Linked DNA regions of Rattus norvegicus: region 1 is linked to region 2. The links are chromatin contacts, called in public Hi-C maps. All regions are on one chromosome and are shown on one strand. Each heading gives the region's core, a stretch centred on a gene start, on an enhancer-like site or on the middle of the called end of the contact. The rest is flanking DNA. Distances are from core to core; before and after follow the strand shown.

Region 1 (5,701 bases), core at 478-2,977, 390 kb before region 2:
TCTCATTTCTGCCTAGCATGGCCTACTGACCAGCCTACTGAGGGCCAGGTCCATATGCTGAGTGGGGCCCAAGCCCAGCACAGAACCAACCTCAACTCAATACTCCAGCCAGCTTGGGCTTTGAGAATCTCTGAGGGGTCATTTAAAGGTTGTCTGTGGACCCAGGTTAGACGGAAATAGGAGATGGAGAGTCAACCTCTGAGTTCTAAGCTCTTTTAGATGCTGCCACCTTGTGGGCCAACTCCATAAAGGTTTGTTGAGTGACTAAATGATAGTGAAAAGTAGGAATGAACCAAAGGGTGTGGATGGGCAATAGTGACTATTCTGCCCCACCTTTCCTTGATCCAGGTAGAGCTCAGCAAGGCTCTTGTGGGATCAAGTCCCTGTCCTCATATTTTGGTGGGTGGGAGAAAAACCAGTGGAATGGGTAATATGGAATAAGGTATCTAGTGTGGACATAAGAAAACATAGGGGATGCCCAGCAGGGCAAAGGGATGGACAGACATGATGTCAGAAAGAACTGGGACTGCATTCAGCCCTTTGGGACAGGAGCTGAGCAGGTGCTGAGCAGAGGTGCTCTGAAAGAACGGGGGCAGGAGCAGTGTGGTTACAGGAGGAGGAGGGTACTCTCTCAAGGGCAGAAGTGGTGGTGATGGGATCAATGGGCCCAGTTCCTAGGATCCTTAACTTATCCAGTATCAAACCCCACCTTGCTCCCTGCCGTTGCCCATCAGGAAGGCAGTGTGGGGCTTCTGGTGAGGGCTGTGGGTGCTACTCACTGGTATGATGGAGAACTGCATGAAGAGACATGTTAGCTCCAGGGCCGCCAGCACATAGGTGAGTATGATGATCCCCTGCCGGGGCAGAGCAACCATGCTGCTGGGGAGCTGGCCAGACATCCTGGGCAGGAGGTATCCAGAGTCCCGGAGGGACCGGAACTAGAGGAGAGCAAGCCTTGCAGTAGGCAAGGGGCAAAAGTCCTGTTGATTCTGGCTGGATGCTGACTCACCAGGTTGGAAGGAGTGGCCTGTGCCTGTAGGAGAGGGAGAAGACAGTGGCCGACTGCAGAACTCACCAGCTTCTCCAGCTACCTCGACCTTCAAGAATGGGTCAGCTACCCTCCCCACCTGCCAGCTCCTGGTTTAAGTCCTAGTCTCCATAGAAGAGGAGACAGGGCACCCGACCCTTGTATGTGTGTGGGGCACCTCCTCCACCTGAAAGGGGCATCCGGCAAAGCCACAGGTGTCCTCCTCAGGGAGACCCCACGCCTTATTTCTAGGAGAAATGCAGGCGGGTGTGGTTTCTGGCTATTGCTTTTGGTGGGTACGGGGATGGTTTAAAGTCATTTTGCAGGGATCCTCTCGGCCCCACCTTCCTTCTTCAGGGACCTGCCTCCAGTTCCAGAGTTGTCTGGAATTGCAGTGCAGTAGGGACTGGGGAACAGCTCAGCGTTTCAGACCTCGTCCTTACAGAGCAGCTCAGCCTCACAGTAGGGTACTTTCCTCCCTCCTAACTTCCTCCACGGGTGGGAACAGGATTTTGCGGCCAGTCTGAGCCCCTTTCAAAATTTTGCCTGGTTTCATTTAGGGCCCTACTGCCTTTGCCCAACATCTCATCAAGGGCCCCGAGCTGCACCCAGGTGGGCATCTTGGGCTCTGGAAGCTCAACAGGTGAGCTCGGGTACCTGCTTTTGACGGGAGAAAGTGGGCCTGTGTTCCGGGTGGGTGAGCCCTCCTGTTTCCTGACACAGGCCCTTCCGCAGTCACCCGGAAAAGCCCCACCCCACAATAGCTTGGGTCCTCCCACTTCACCAGGGCTGGCCCTCCGGCCTGGGAGCTCGCTCCACCCACCCTGGGATCTGGGCTAGCCCGCCACACAGTCTCTGAGCATTCATTGGCCAATCAAGACATGCCTCCCGAGGTCCCTCCCCCCGCGCTCCCCAGTGGGGATTGCGAAGTTCTAAGTGTCAGGCTTTGGCCGGGCCCTGGACCCTGATCCCGAGGAAGTTGGAATTCTGACCGCTTAAGCAACACAGGGTGTCCATTTAGGGTTGGGGAGGGAAGACGAGGAGAAGAAGGAGGAAGAGGAGGGGAGATGGCTCTGGGATCCAGTCAAAGGGAAAGCAGAAGCCAGGGGAGGCACAGTGATACATTTATCTGGGTAGTTCTTGGGCACCGAATCTCTCTCCACTGACCAAGAGGCTTCTGGAGCTACAGAAATGCCTCCCCTAACCTCTCCACATCATCCTGTCTGCCCTGTTCTAACATTTCTGTGCAGTAGATTCCAACGGGAAAATTGGGATGGGAGACGTGTTGCAAGTGTAGATATATTGCAAGTATTCCCAGGTCCTCTGCCAGGAGGGTATAGGAACACATCACAGCTCTCTGAGGGTTGGAGGACACCCAGTTAGCCAGGGCTTCCAGGAAGGATGAGAGGAAGGCTGATTATGGGAAGGAGAGGACTCAGGGGATATGGAATCTCAGGACTCCTGGGGAAAGATCAGAGTCCAGGTCCTTCTGAATTCCATGGGGGTAGAGATGCGGAATAGTTCCTGTCAGGTCAGCTCCCTGATTGGGTTAATTGTTACCTATTGTGACATCTTTACTGATGCCAGGGTTTTGGGGGCAGAGCTTGGATGAGTAAGACTGCCTCAGGACAGTCAGGAAAGGTCAAAGGTCCTCCAGTGTTCATGCTAAACAACAAGAGGCAGGCTACTTACCCACAAACAGAGCTTGCAGTTGTGGGGGAACAGGCAGCTTTCGTTCTTGTTGTTCTTGTTCGGAAACAAACTCTGGAGGGGTGGGGCACTTCCTGGTTGTGAGGGAGTGTGGGAAAATTGCCCTTCTGGCTAGGAAGGGAACAGGGAACACTAGAACCTGGGATCGCCTCCTGAAGAGGAAGTAGCCTTCTCTGAGGACCAATATCACTCACATGGGGCCACCGTTCTGCCAAGGAGACTAATCCGGACAGCTGTAGGAAGGGTTGATTCTTATCTGGGTCCTGGCTGGGAGGCAGCTTCTTAGCAGGGCTCTAAGGAGGAGCCCAGTGTATCAGGTGTAGACAGGGTTTGACAGGCAGTAGGAGCAGTGTGGCCGGGCTCAGGCACCTGAGAACACCTGATGGGGCTTAGACTTAAAAGGTCCCGTGGGGCTAGGGGCAAAAATAGAGGGGTGTGAATGTGGCTACATGTGCTGAGAAAGTGACCACTGTGTACTGGGGTTCAGGACACCCCACAGCTTCCCTGAGAAGAGAGATACTGCCTATGTGATTGCCTCGGCCTAATGATGTGCCTGTGAAGTAGGAACCTCCTTTATCTCATAACCGTTGAGGATTTACCGTGTGCAGGCTGCGATCTATTTAAAGGAAGAGAGTATCATTTGTCTATTTTTTTTTTTGCCAATTTCATACATGTATACAATGTATCTTTTTTTTTTAAAGAAAAAGACTTACTTATTTAATGTACCTGAGTACAGTGTTGCTGACTTCAGACACCAGAAGTGGGCATCTTTATACCATTTATCGCCATGACAGATGGCTTGAGCCACCGTATGTTTGCTGGGAATTGAACTCAGGACCTTTGGAAGAGCTCTTAACCACTGAGCCATCTCTCCAGCCCTAGCACTGTGTGTCTTTTATTAGCTTGTTTAAAGTGTCTGTGTTGAGGGAGACAGATAACATCTCAGTTTTGACAGTGTGTGTATTAGTGATAAAACACCATGGCCAAGAGAACTTAGGAGGAGAAGAGGCTATTTGAATTTTTGTTTTCAGGGGCCAACAGTCCGTGGTGGCAGAGCTGAGGCAGGGGAGCTGTGACTGGAAGCTGAGAGGGCATGGTTTGAACTGTAAGTGAGCGAGTGCAGAACTCTTCCAGCTCTGCCCCCATGACATACTTCTCCAGTAAGGCCATGTTTCCTAAGCTTTCCTAATACAGTCTTAACCAAATGGGAACCAATGACTCAAATGCTTAAGCCTATAGGGATACGTCTTGTTTAAACCACTACTCTTTAAACTCCCCCACCCCCATAGGCTTTGTGGCCCTATCTTAATGCAAAATGCATTTGGTCCAGTCTCTCAGTCTCAACAGTGTTCAGGAGTCAAAAGTGTCTTCTGAGACTCAAGGCAGTCGCTTAGCTCTAACACCTTGCAAAATAAAAAGTAGGTAATGACATACTTCCAACATACAATGATACGGAATATTTAGTACCATTCCAAAAGGGCGGTAGGGGGGCATAGCAAGGAAAAGGTGTGAGTCTTGGACCAAGTAAGATCGAAACCCACCAAGGACAACTTTAAAACCTAGAACTCCAGGGTGTCATGTCAGAGGATTTAGAGGTCTCCACTTTTCTAGATTTTGCTGCCTGCAACCTAATTTTCTCTCTTGGGCTCATTCTACTTCCTGTATACAGCTCTCCCTGGCAGATATACTATGGCTCTGGCCTTTCAGGGCCTTTTGTCTTCTTAGGGCTGTCAGGCAGGGCCTCTCCTGACATACATTGCCTGGCTCCCTGAATCTGTGGAGAAAGATCCCATGACTCCTTCTCTTTTGAGACTTTAAAGCCAGCACCACATGGCCGGTACCTCGAAGCGTGGCAGCTTTGACAACACTGGTTTTCCAGGAACAAAAAATGCCTTATGCTCTCCTTTACAGACTGGAAACTTAGCTTTATTCCACGGCATACAAGGCCTCTCCTAATGGTGCTCATCTGTGGCCTTGTAGAGCAGCAGTCCGTTTTCCAGCACATGCCTGGCCTGTAGTATGAATCCGGCCAGTGTCCTTCCCTCTCCAAACTACTCCTTTTGCATTTCTTCCTGCCCCCTTGATGTTTTTCATGGTAGATCTGCATAGGAGTAATTACTAATAAACACTAATAAATAAATGAAGTCAATATTAGGCTGTCTTGAGTTCTCCTCTGTCAATAAAATTAGCCCCGGGCAGGCTCTGAAGACAAGGACAGAAAATAAATTCATTCTTTTCATCAAAATATCACAGGAACCATCTCTAGCTCAGTTGCTAATATCATTCCCTTCTGAAATCTCTTGATCCATTCTTGTTTCTCCTGGAACTAACGTCTCCCGGGATACTAAGATGACCTATTAAACTCTATTTATCACATTTAACTGCCTCAATGTTGTCCACATTCTTCCAAAACCCCAGAATGGTCAGGTCTTCACAGCAATGCCTTATTCCCGGTACTGACTTCTGTATCGTTTGCTTTTCTAAGCTGTGAAAAAAATACCCCAAGGAAGACAACTTATAAAAGAAAGAGGTCATTGTGGTTAATGTTTCCAGAGGGACATGAGTCCATGATAGTAGAATGGACTCGTGACGGCTGGAGCTGGAAGCCCAGAGCTCACACCTTGAAGTGCAATCAGGAAGCAGAGAGAGTGAATTCAACATGATGTGAGCCTTTAAGCTCCCAGAGCTTGCTCCCAGTGATACAGCTCCTTAAAGACCTCCTAAGCCTTCCCCAAACGGCACCACCAGCTAGGGACCAGTTATCTAAACACCCAGGACTATGAGGACATCTCACTGAAACCATCGAACCTGAAAGTCATTCCCTAACTGGTGGCATTGGCTTCCCTCTGGTCTGCTGTCAGTTTGCAGAGGGATAGATCCTGGATGAGAAGCTACTGAGGAGCTGAGAGCCAGCCAGTACAGACAGCTTCTGCCATGGTCTAGCTAGAAGGGGATGAGGCTGTC
Region 2 (5,213 bases), core at 1,322-3,821:
CAGCCTAGACCTAGGTGTCACCTCTGAGATAGCTCAGGCTACTTAAGAACACTAGGCCTCAAGGATGTTAGACTTGGCTTTTGAGCAGGTGGGCATGGAAGGCAGTTAGTGAGACTGTACAGTCAGTAGTGGGAAGGAAAACTGCTACCTTGGGGACACAAACTGGGGTGGGAGCATCCCTTGCTGGAGACTTGCCCTCTGGGACACAGCCTCACCCAAGAGGAAGGATCTTCCTGGCACTAGTCAGAGCAACCACAAGAGAGACAGAAGCACCACTAATCAATGAATACACATAGAAGGACTCCAGCCACATATGTAGCAGAGGATGGCATCGTCCAGCATCCATAGGAGAAGAAGCCCTTGGTCCTGTGAAGGCTCGTTTCCCCAATGGAGGGCAATGCCAGGGCATTGAGGTGGGAGTGGGTGGGTGGGAGTGGGAGCATCCTCAAAGAGGCAAGGGGAGGGGAGGAGGTGTGGGAGAGGGGGGAGAGGGGATAACATTTGAAATGTAAATACGTAAAATATCCAAGAAAAATAAAATTAAGAGAGGGGAGGGCAGCTATCAGCCAACCAGTGATCAATGTAGGGAAGCAGCCATCAAGGGCAATTTAGGCATCCCTCCCATGGCACCTCGAGTCTACGACCTCTCATCACATGCTAGCTCGCTTATAGTGAGAGCGTACGGCCAATTTAGCCTTGCCCAAGGTCTACCTGCCCAGGACCTGGAATAGTTTGGAAGCTGCTTCCCACTAAATGTCTGCCTCCACAGACCCCACTAAGGCCCCCATAGGCTCATGCACATGCACATGCCCAGGCACACAACAGCCTTTGAGCACAGTCACATTCTGCACTTGACTGCCCGGTATCCAGCAGTCCTATGGGGGAAGCCGCTGTTGATGGGCAAATGAGGAAACAAAGATCATTTCAGATAACAAAGCAACACTGAGCAATGCAGCTGGAGTGCCTGAGAGGAGAGGTACAGGGGATGTGCCCTGTGCTGATGAGGTCCTGGGTGAAGGGGTCCTTGAAGGACATGGGAGCCTGTGGTGACAAGCTTGTAGGAGATGCTCCAAGGAGTGGTACCCCAAGGTAGCAGAAGAAAAGGTGCCAGGGCCTTTTGGGGTTTGATTATTAGGATCACAGGGGCCACAGAAGGTTGTGGGTAAGGAGAACCATAATATGGCACTGGCCTGGGAATGGCTAGGGAATGTCTGGTGCAGCCCTTCAAGTGTCCAAAAGATGGAGGTAAAGGGGCAGCAGCAGATGAAGGAAGGGTGGTGGAAGCACTCCTATTCTCCATATAATCCCCAGACATAGGAAGGCTAGGCCCTGGATTGCTTGGTGGGCACGAAGTTAGGCTAGCTTTCCAAAATCCAATGGACTCTGGCCTTGTTCTATGCTAAGATCTGGCCATTCCACTTAGGTCCCCGATATGTCCCCTCCTCTAGAACTGGACCCTAAAGCTCTCAAACCCTGAGAGTTTATGGTCCCTGCTCTTCAGGGGCCAAGTGACTGGGGCTGGTTCTGAGCCTTTGGCCCCAGACCAGCCTGTAATTCCAGAAGAACCGCAAATGGACCCGGCTTATGTCAAGGTAGCATGGCAGATATGCTAAGGAACATGCTAGCTCAAATGGTCATGTAACTGTAGCCCTCTTGCTCAAAGCAAAGCCAGGAAACCCCTGTCCTTGATTAGCCTGCGGTAGCTACCTCCCCGCCCCACCCAGGTCTTGTCTTTGCCTATGATCCTGGCGCCCTCTGGTGGCTAATGTTGGGTCCTTGACTGCTGCCCAACCCCAGACCCTATCCCTGGGGTTCATGGCTACGAGGGCCAGATAAATGCTGTCAGGAGGGTCCTTCCTCCACAGTTACCCACAACCCCCTGGAAACTGGGCTCGAGGATCTCGGTCTGCAGGCAAAGAAACTGGAATTCAGTGACGAAGAAGCTAGATGAAAATGGCCAGTATCACAGCCTTGAAAAGTACAGTCTATCCTACAAGCATCAATCCTGAGCTTTAGTTTAGAGGCAGTCTCATCCAGTCCCCAAGGCACTGACTGCCCAACTGGTAAGTAGACAGTACTCAGCTCACCCACACTGTAGGATTCCCCAGGATGTTGGCATACCACAGATCAGAGCAGACATCTCCAGACCTCCTGGGACCAGGGAACAATTCACCTGCTTGCTTATCCTCCTTGGGAAAACTTGCCGGACATCCTTTCATGGATCATGTGGTCTTGAGACAGTCCTTGTTTCTTCAACTAGAGAAACTGAGGCTTGGTGAGAAATTAAGCAGAATTCCCATCTGTCCTCTGACCTCGAGGAGGTTAGAGCGCAGGCACCCAGGCTGCCTTCTTTGACTGTGCTGGGTGGAGCCCATGGAGAAAAGGGCAGGATCCATGCTTCATCTAACCCCTCTTAACAGTGGGTACAGCTTCCTGGCCAGCCTGGATGTGCTCTCAGACCAATGGCACCAACCTGACCCTTGGTGGCTGGGTGGTACCCTATGTTCACTCACACCCAGCTTTCTAAGACATCATTGGCTGCCAGGTGCTGGGTGTGGTGTGGGGGGGGAGCAAGGGAGGAACACAGCCTGAAGTAGGTGAGTGGCTCCCACATTCAGTACCAGCAGCTACATGCCAGGAGTCTGGAAGGAACAGACAGGTAAGCTCACACCAGGGTCAGCTTGCACTGGGAATGGGGCCAGAAAATTGCCCAGTCCTCTGCTGAGCAGGTAGGAAGGGCAAGTAGGAGCCATGTTCTAGCCACATTCCTACCTCATGCTCTTCTTTCCTCAGCTCTATCAGGGATGGCATCAGGGGGACAGGTCTACTATGGGCAAGGGAAGGGGCTACCCATTGTATGGGAGGGTCTGGATGGAGAGCAATCCAAACTGTGAGCCTCAGACTTGGAGATTACATCTGCCACAGCGCCTCGGAAGGTCAGCCGGAGCTCAGGGGCTGGGGGAGGGGGCGGGGGTGGGGACACAGCCCCTCATAGTTGAGTCTATGTTCTGCTCTGTCAGGAATGTCAGGTCGCCTCACTGAGAGGATGAGGGATGCCATTCCAATTCATGCCTGCTGCATGCCGTGACCTTCTTGTCATTGTGGTTTTACCCACCTATCGCTCTAAGCTGGCACAGAGTTTAGGGACAAATAAGTTCAGGACCCCAGGGTCTGGGTGCCAGATCTGTCATGCTCTGGGCTCTTCCCATATTAGGGGCTGAGAAGTTCAGGCTGTTTCTATGACTGTCTCAGCTAGTAAGAGCCTCCATGGTCTTAAGTATCTGGTTTTTGCCTTTCAGAGTTCTGGCATAGGAAAATGATCAGAGTCTTGTAGCTCACCCCCCCCCAAATAAACCCACCAGCAAAGGGGGGCATTTTAGACCCAGACACCTGCACATGCAAATCCTATTTGCATGCCTTCCCTCTTTGTGGCCACATTTGCCTGGTGCTTGGCTCCTGCCCAAATGCCCCTCCACCTCAGCCTGGTGAGGAGAGCAAGGCCTGGCAGTTCCTGGGTGCTGCATCCACCTTCCATGGCATCCAGGAGTCTGGACCATCTATCCAGTCTATACTGAAACAAAGCAAGGTGACCTGCAGGGTCTATCTAATCCATTGTCCATGAGTGGGTGGTGTATTGTTGAACCCCATCTTGAAAGGCACTCTCTAGGGCCTAGACCTTGGAAAAGAAATCTCCAGAGACTCAGGAGCCTCAGAGAACTCCTCTCCCCAGCCAAAATGAGACTGTCCACGACTTTCCCACAGGGAACTAAGTGGGAAGAAGAATGGGCGGTCCAGTCTCATCCCCAGTCCAAAGACTGAAGACAAGCAACATGACTCCCATACTCCAACCCAGAGCACACATACAGCTTGACTTACCTCTCTTATTCCAGAGAACGTGTCCAGATGTGACTGGGGACTCTGTTCCCAATAGTGAGATTTCCTGTTAGCATTGTGTTTTTCACATGGACCTGAAGAGAGCTTTGTCTGGAAACAGGGTCTTTGTAGATGAGATGAAGGGAAGGTGGGAGCCCCGTCCCACTGATGGGGTTCTTATAGGAAGAGGAGAGTACAGACATGCCCGGACACAAGTCCCTGACCACAGAGGCAGGGACAGGCCACAGGCCTATAAACAAAGGGCCTGGAGCCCCTGGGAGTTGAAAGATGTCCTCAGAGCCCTCGGAAAGGCCACATAGCCCATCCGCTATTGGATTTTGGGTTTTTGTCCCTAACACTTCAGGACTGCATCTCAGCTGGGTCAGGCCTCCCAGCTTATAGTCCTCGTTCCGGCACACAGGGACATGCCTGTGACCCTTGGCAGGTTCCTACAGGAAACCCATCAGCTGTTTATTCCCATGGCTGGAGGACCTTATTCAAATCTTGTCCTGCAAGGGCCCTGGGTGTGAACTCCTAGGGTGGGTGGGGTGAATTTACATCTCCCACAACTGGGGCAGGATGGGCTGTGGGGGATCCAAGGAACCAAGGAGCTGGGCCTGATTACAGGAACCAGAGACAAGGGAGGGGACTTTACTGTGGTCACACAGTGACCCATGGTGGCTACCTTCATATAGGGCCACACACTGGAAAATCAGGGTAACATGACTCTCTTGGTCTAAAGGCCAAGGCGAGGCCCAGGTGTCCTCCTAGGTCTGCTTTCTGCTGCTTTGATAAAATACCATGGCCAAAGGCAACTCAGAGAGGAAAGGGTTAATTTCCATTTGCACCATGCAGTCTACCATGAAGGGAGCTCAAGGCAGAAATGTGGAGGCAGGAACTGAAGCAGAGTCCACAAAGACAGACATGCTACTAGCTTGCTCTTCATGGTTTCCTCAGTTGATTTTCTTATAGAACTCAGGACCACCTGCCCAGGGGTAGTACTGTCCCCAGTAAGCTGGATCTTCCCATGTACATCATTAATCAATAAAATGCCCCACAGACTTGCTTATAGGACATCTGATGTGGGCGTTTTCTCAATTGAAATTCCCTCCTCCCAAATGACCTTAGCTTATGTCAAGCTGACAGAAAAAGCTAAGCAGTACACCAGATAAGGGAAGCCACAAACAAACAAACAAACAAACAAACAAACCCAAACCAGCCATACCATCTAGAGCAGACCCCAGGAAGCCTCATCTTCCCAAGCCAGACAAGCTACAAAGAGTAGCCTTCCTACCTCTTCTGCCTCCGAGGGTCCTACCTCCAGTTCTCCCTTCCTATCC

Evidence for each region. Hi-C and Micro-C count contacts between places; a contact is called where the count stands out from the background.
Region 1: a contact with region 2 is called in a Hi-C map of Schwann cells, with 6 times the contacts expected there. The contact joins the promoter of Slc22a18 here to the promoter of Trpm5 in region 2. A contact is called at or near these places in 12 of 12 Hi-C or Micro-C datasets (the A7r5 cell line, the Rat2 cell line, Schwann cells and 7 more) and 1 of 1 datasets of contacts at active chromatin or transcription factors (oligodendrocytes).

Annotation. Positions count from the first base shown.
Region 1 is chr1:208,097,199-208,102,899 of GRCr8, reverse strand. Slc22a18 (solute carrier family 22, member 18) reads right to left here and starts at 1,727. Exons shown (of 11, transcript NM_001004260.1): 1 at 1,685-1,727; 2 at 780-1,033. The coding sequence starts at 899.
Region 2 is chr1:207,704,446-207,709,658 of GRCr8, reverse strand. It overlaps Trpm5 (transient receptor potential cation channel, subfamily M, member 5), which reads left to right and starts at 2,571. Exons shown (of 26, transcript NM_001191896.2): 1 at 2,571-2,659.